Regions from separate parts of the Capra hircus genome. Here region 1 is linked to region 2. The links are chromatin contacts, called in public Hi-C maps. All regions are on one chromosome and are shown on one strand. The core of a region is the stretch at or near the end of the contact, and the rest is flanking DNA. Distances in the headings are between cores, read along the strand shown. Region 1 overlaps LPIN2 (phosphatidate phosphatase LPIN2). Region 2 overlaps LPIN2 (phosphatidate phosphatase LPIN2).

Region 1 (3,503 bases), core at 898-3,397, 43 kb before region 2:
GAAAGCACCTCCTTTCAACTCCTCTGCCTGTTTTGTGTGGGACTTGGGTGCGTGTGTGTGTGTGTGTGTGCACCTTGATAGCTTGGTTTTTCTGATTGGAGGTTTTCTCAGAGAAAGTGACTTCCTGGTGTGCGAGGTGAAGAGTCATCTCCTGTATAACCCTCCTTACACACATTTCCTTCCATCCTCCCAACATAACTATCATAGTTTATTGTCACAATATTCGGTGTCTGTGTTTTCATGACTGAATATGGTTCAGAGCCAAGCCTGTGCAAGGATCCTGTTTCCTCAGCAGTTCGTCTTTGTCTTCTCTGCAGTTAGTTGTTGTGTTGGCGTGTGTGTCAGGCCCCCAGCTTCCGACAGAGCTCCGGACCCCTCGCCTGGGTCCCTGTGACCCTTGCCTGCCTCGGGCCTGCCCTCCCGGTGGGCAGATGCAGGAAGGGCTGCTGGAAGCCAAGGGCCCCTCCCGTCGACCGCCTCCCTTGGAGCCGGGAGGCGGGTGCTGCCCCTCCTGTCTGCAGGCACCCGTGGGAACATTCAGTTTGGAAAATCATGGTTTTGACTTGGAAATTTTCTTGAGAGTTGTCGTGGTTTCTGACGTCTCTCCACCAAGGAGGACTTATGAGCGCTTTCTGACTGTGTGATCCTCCTTGTTTTTTTTTTCCTGCATCCTTCTTTCATCTTTCAAAAGCACGACGTCTTCCACTTCCTCTAACCACGCTTTTTGTGCTTGCCAGTTACTGCCCTTGTGTTTCTTCCTGTTGACCTGGTGAGTGGATTCCTTTGCTAGGGCTGCCATCACAAAGTGCCACGAATGAGGACTTAAGCCCAGAAGCGTGCGATCTCAAAGCTCTGGAGGCCGCGGGTCCGAGGTCGCGGTGTCAGCAGGACTGGGTCCTCCAGGGCCGCCTCTCTTGGTCAGGCACCAGCCTCGGCGTTTCTTGTGGGCGGGCACCATGAGGGCACCGTGATCTCTTCCTCAGGTTCCCACGGCCTTCTCCCCTGGTGTGCGTGTCTGTGTGTGTCTGTCTATGTCCAGGGCTCCCCTTTGCATAAGGGAGCCAGTCATTCGTTGAGGGCCTGTCCTGACAACCGCATTTCAGCTCAGTTAACCTCTGTAAAGATCCCGCTTCCAGATAAGGTGGCGTTGTGATGTGTTGAGGGTTCGAACACCGACTTACCCTAGGCCACAGTTCAGCCCAGAAGAACAAGTGTCAAGAGGGAATGCTGATCAGGTAACACCTTCTGTGTCAACAGCGTGTCCTCTTTATTGTAACCTCTTAAAAGATGCTTTTAGTCACATCTGTCTTCACTGAAGATCAGAAAACCACTCTCAGGAAGCAATTTTTTGATTGCACTTGGAGATTTTTGTTCAGAGTCTGTGACTGCTAAAATTTCCACTGGTTTCCTGAATGTTTTATAACTTAGCATCTGAGTCACCTTATTTTTGACTCTGGCCTTGATTCCGCAGTAGTTTGAAGGTTGGCAGAATGCCTAAAGGAAGAGCAGCCGCAGAGCCCTGTGAGAGTAGATCGAAGTCCGTCCCTGCACGTTAGGAGGCTGCAGACCTGTGCTCCCTCTCCCGGGTTAGCTGTGCTGTTTGTCTCTCAGGTGTGGCTTTCACCTAAAGCCACCCGCTCCACTCCTTCCTCCCTGCACCCTTTGACCTCCTTCGTAGTAGTTATCCCGGTCTAGCGTTGTCTTTGTCTTTGCCTCTCTCTCTCCTTAGCGTTACAGTGTAAGTGCTGTGTGGGCGAGTGCCTGGTCCCCCAAGTTCACTGCTTGATCCCACCTCAGAATCGAACATTGAACAGCACGTCCAAGTATATGCTGCTTTTAAACAGATGAATATGGCAAACAGGCTTTGTTTTCCAACATTACAAACGCTGCTTCACTGACCCGCTGTTGCTCTTGGGAATCCTCCTCTCTCTCTCTGAAGGAGCTTGTGTTCCCCAGGGCGGGCCGGGGGAGGAGGGGGCGCTGGCCGCAGCTGCTCTCTTGGTCCATCCAGAGCCCTGAGAGGGATGGCCCCTCCTGACATGTCTGAAAACTCCCCCGGGGCCCTGGTAGGCACAGTGCACAGTCAAATAGGACGTGAAATTTGAGTCGTGTTTGCACTGGCCTAGCTGGAAGGCCCTTCCAGGTTTCCCCGGGCCTTCTGCAGCTGCAGCCTGGGATGCCGGAGCTGGGTGGTTGCCTGGGAGTCCACGGCCCTGCCTCCCAGCCTCCTGATCGCCACGTGCTGTCTTACAGTCCCCAGGTGGTTCCAAAAAGAAGAGGAGGAAGTGGTGAATTTGTGCTTCCTGTTCTGAGAGACTTCCCTCTGAGATCCCTGGGGGCTGCATTCCTGAGAGTGAAACGCAGGGGACCTGCGGCTGTCTGTGTTATAGGAGCTGAGGCCTCCTGGCCACAGTCATGACATCAGTTAACTAAGCTGATGGGTTGGTGCTTGTTTTTTTTCTTGTTTGTTTAATTGTTGTGCTGCAAGTCATGAGGAAAACCCTCCTCTCCACTGCAGGAGTCACTGAAAGGTGATTGAGGCAGTGAGAGAGGCTGGTCTAACTGTTTATGCGGCAGAAGTCACCTTCTAACTAGGATTGTGGCACTGGAACGCATCGCGGCTCTCTGAAACCAGGTGAGATCCATTCCCACACAAGGGCTTGGCATTCTGATGATGGCCAAGGCTGTAGCTTTAACCTCCCTAATACTCCTTTCAATTTAAGTTAGAGAAATACAAGCCTCAGAAATGAACTGTGCATATTCGTGAAGTGTTGAAACCGTCACCTCTCATGCAGTGGTTTACAGTCAGCTTTGGTGTTCCTGGAAAATGTATGGAACTTGATGCCTGTGGCAAGGTCTCTGTGAAACCAGATGGTGGGGTGGGGAGGTGGAATGTGGTTCTGTTCTGGGAGAGGGTGTGTGTGTGTGTGTGTGTGAGAAACTTGCTGCATAGATATGTACGTACATACTGTCCTGGGATGAGAGCAGCCCCCAGTGCCCACCGAGGTGGGACTGGTGGATGGTGATCATTGGTGCACATTATTCATAATGAAAAACGCTGACGTTTAAGTAACAGGTGCATATGTTATTAATAAGATCTAAAGTTTACCCATAAGCTCTAATTACCTCAAGTGCTTAATTTTGCACTCCATTACAAATGGCTGATACAGAATCTGCTCATACTCCTGCAAGCAGTGCGTCTGTGAAGGAATGTGAGGAAGAGCCCATGCAGTCAGGGGCAGTATCTGCATGTCAGTGACGCTGTCATTCTCACACGTTTGGGAACACTTCATCCTTTTGAAATTGCTTTCAGTCTTGAAATACATCTCTTCATGCTCAATGGTGGAAGATCTTTACCCTTCAAGGTAGGTTGGTGCTACTGCTACTGCTAAGTCGCTTCAGTCGTGCCCGACTCTGTGCGACCCCATAGACCGCAGCCCACCAGGCTCCCCCGTCCCTGGGATTCTCCAGGCAGGAACACTGGGGTGGGTTGCCATTTCCTT
Region 2 (3,543 bases), core at 1,036-3,535:
AGGGGCAGGCTGAAACCCTGCAAAAGGAAAGCTGGTCAGTGAGGGAAGTTAGGGCTCGTCCATGACCTCTATAAGCTTTGGTCAGAACTTGCCAAAACTCTTACTGTTATAAATGTACGGGAAAATGAAAAATAGTGAAATAGTGCACTGCAGTTCAAAACAAGAGAAATAATGAGAATTAAATGTCTTATTTCTTCACAAAACACTCATCAGGAGTGGTGTGAACAGCTCTTGCCTTCTTGACATAACACTTGCACTGTGGAATAAGTGTCTTTTCATTGTCTTAGCAGCGTGCCCTGCTCCTTTCTGAATCTGCCTCAGCGTCCAGCTTTTGGTCCTTTGGAATTGCCATGCCCTGAGGCGTCTCGGGGAGTTGCTTCGGCCTGAGGTTTTGCCGGTGTCCCTCCCTCTCCATCTGCATCCTTTTGTCGCAGCTCCTTCCCTCTTTTCTGGGATAAACTCGCCTCCAGGCCCCTCTGCCACACGTCCTGCGTCTCGTTTGCAAAGTTGGCTATTTCTTCTGTAACTGCTGATGTCCATTTTGGTTTCTTCCCCCAGCACTGGTACTGTTTGTTTCTTTAGCTGCACTTTGGTTCTGGCCAGTGTCCTCTTTCCGTTGTCCATTTTATAAGGTGTCAGCTGGGTTTGTCACTGGGAGACCAGGAGGAAGCACAGCCGCACGCTTCGCCGCCTGTGGCTGAACTGAGGGACAGATGTGCTGGGACTGGCCACTGACAGGCTTTGAAGAAGCAGCGTGATGAGCCTGTGGTCATGACGGGCCTCTGCTGTTTCTGTGCGGTCGCCCCTCTGTATCCGTGGGTTCTGCATCCAAGGTTTCAACCAATCATAGATCAAAAATAATTTGGAAAAATTTTTCCAGAAAGTTCCCCAAAGCAAAACTTCATTTGCTATGCACTGGCAAGTGTTTGCATAGCATTTATGTTGTGGTACGTATTAGAAGTAGTCTAGAGATGACTTAGAGTACATGGGAAGGTATGAGTGGGTTCTGTGCAAGGATGGCGCCCTTTGCTCTGTAAGGGACTTGGGCGTGTATGGATTTCAGTATCCGAGGCGGGCCTCAAGCTACTCCCTGTGGGTGACTGTGGGCGGAGGGGCTGGTGGTGAAGTGTGTGCTTCCTGTAGTCACATGGTCAGCACAGTGTGGGAGCTGAGGTTCATGCTGACCCAAGTCTCTCACGGGAGGCCTGGCAGTGCTGTGACCTCCAGTTCAGGTCAGTCGCTCCGTCGTATTCAGCTCTTTGCAACCCCATACACTGTAGCACGCCAGGCTTCCCTGTCCATCACCAAGTCCTGGAGCTTATGCAGACTCATGTCCATTGAATTGGTGATGCCATCCAACCATCTCATCCTCTGTCGTCCCCTTCTCCTCCTGCCCTCAATCTTTCCCAGCATCAGGGTCTTTTCCAGTGAGTCAGTTCTTCACATCAGGTGGCCACAGTACTGGAGTTTCAGCGTCAGCATCATTCCTTCCAGTGAATATTCAGGACTGATTTCCTGATCTCCTTGTAGTCCAAGGGACTCTCAAGAGTCTTCTCCAACACCACAGTTCAAACGCATCAATTCTTTGGCGCTCAGCTTTCTTTATAGTCCAGCTCTCACATGCATACATGACTCCCGGAAAAACTGAAGAAACTAGATGGACCTTTGTCAGCAAAGTAATGCCTCTACTTTTTAATACGCTGTCTAGGTTGGTGATAGCTTCCCTTCCAGAAAAAAATGGGGACCTCCAGAGGGGCTCAAGTGTGTGCTGACAGTGGGACTTCCCCCACCTTATGACATTTGGGAAAATAAACTTTTTAAATTTGTTATGAAAATAGGTGATCAAGCCTTTTCTCTCCGTCTGTGGTGTCGTCGGGGTGGGACGTGGGGAGGGGGGTGGGGTGGGGCAGGGAGTGGAGGGTCTCTCTGGGAGCCTCAGGACTAAGCTCTCCTGAGAGCCTGGAGTCTGGGCTTTGTTGAGCTGGGAGGATGGACGCTTACTGCTCAGCCTCACTGTGTCTGCTCCTAGATTGACATAGAGATCAATGGCGACGCTGTGGATCTCCACATGAAGCTGGGCGACAACGGGGAAGCTTTCTTTGTAGAGGAAACGGAAGAGGAGTATGTAAGTCCTGGGGGCGGGCCACGCTCGCCGCACACTCGTGGATGGTCGCTGCTGGCCAGATGAGCTTTCACTTTGGGTTGAAGAACTGGGCTGTCAGAAGGGAGCTGGAGCAGGAGGAACTCCCCCCACCCCCACCCCTGAGGTCCAGGCTGCCCACGTGCGAAGGCCCTGGCCTGGCCCCCACTGTGAGCGTCTGGTGACTTTCTCAGGTGGTGCCTGCACAGTTCACACCTTGGTCTGAGCATGCTCAGCTCCACCTGAGTCATCACAGAGGCACAGCAGGCTGCGTCTGCATGTGGACACGTGACCTTTGAGCTTGGGAACACGTTTGAGGTTTCCGCTGGGGACATGACATCCCGGTCCTTGATAGTGAGGTGCATTAGTTTATTATGATCTGGGGAGAGGTGACTAATTGGCCTCTGCCCTGTATGTGTGATTGTTGCGTGTTTGGCCTCTTTTGGCGAGAGCACAACTGACCCCCTTCCCTGTGTATCCACTGATGTGAATGTGTCTAAGCTGCTCCTGATTGATTTAAGGTGGATCTTCTTACAACTTCTTAGGGGGCATCATTAAATCTTTCATTGTGGAGAATAAAATCTCAGAGCAAAAACAATAGCTTCAAATTATTAAAGACAGAGAGCTACTTTTTTTTGTTTGTGAAGATGAACTGCTAGTTTGATGCCATAAATTCCCAAAGGAAACCAACAGTGGAATGAGATTGTTCATCATTGTTCACTCGGGGCTGGCAACGTCAGTACTGGTATGGAAGGCAGCAGGAACCAGTGATTATGAAGGGGAACCTACCAGACCGGTGTTTCTCCTCGTATCTTAATTACTTGTTCTCATGTTGTCTTATTTGCATTTACTTTGCCCTGGAGAAAAAATTTCCCTATCAGACACAGGCGAAAGGCAGAAAGAAGCAGTGAGTTATCACGAGAGTGAACATCTCTGATGTAGCCTGCCACGCTGATGAGGCTCCCTGTAAATCTGGCAGTGAGAGGGTTGGGCACTGAATCTGTTCCCTGCTTCACCCGTCACTTCTCGTGATTCCATTCGGAACTGCTCAGTGAAGTGTCAGCTTTCCAGCCTTTTTTCCTATTCTGCATATGACCCAATTGGTCAGATTTTCTTTAGCATAATGTGCTTTTCTTTAAAAATTACAAATTGCAATTCATCCAACAACACTAGAATCACTGCTGTCCACACAGACTGTGAAGAGAAGCCCCGCTTTCCAACGGCTCCTGGTATAAAGAGGGATAAACATTACCAGGATCCCTCTGGCTTCCACTTACTGACCTTTTGTTTCCCCCACTGTTGTTGTCAGCAACCCCCACCCCACCCCCGAGTCAGAAGGTCTAGACCAAGCACTGTCCTTTCCATCACTGCATGATAGCCCATGGTATGGACGTGCGTTTCTC

Evidence for each region. Hi-C and Micro-C count contacts between places; a contact is called where the count stands out from the background.
Region 1: a Hi-C map of blood shows a contact between it and region 2, with 2.2 times the contacts expected there. The contact joins two enhancer-like sites. A contact is called at or near these places in 2 of 5 Hi-C or Micro-C datasets (blood and liver).

Annotation. Positions count from the first base shown.
Region 1 is chr24:37,582,450-37,585,952 of ARS1.2, reverse strand. All of the region lies in intron 1 of LPIN2 (phosphatidate phosphatase LPIN2), which reads left to right. Among named protein-coding and RNA genes, the nearest start is that of LPIN2, 29 kb to the left of the region's middle. Within about 2 kb of position 2,147, at least 3 of the 5 cell types and tissues checked have an H3K27ac peak or open chromatin away from gene starts, as enhancers often do.
Region 2 is chr24:37,539,418-37,542,960 of ARS1.2, reverse strand. LPIN2 (phosphatidate phosphatase LPIN2) reads left to right here. Exons shown (of 20, transcript XM_005697070.2): 3 at 2,030-2,125. Among named protein-coding and RNA genes, the nearest start is that of LPIN2, 72 kb to the left of the region's middle. Within about 2 kb of position 2,285, at least 1 of the 5 cell types and tissues checked has an H3K27ac peak or open chromatin away from gene starts, as enhancers often do.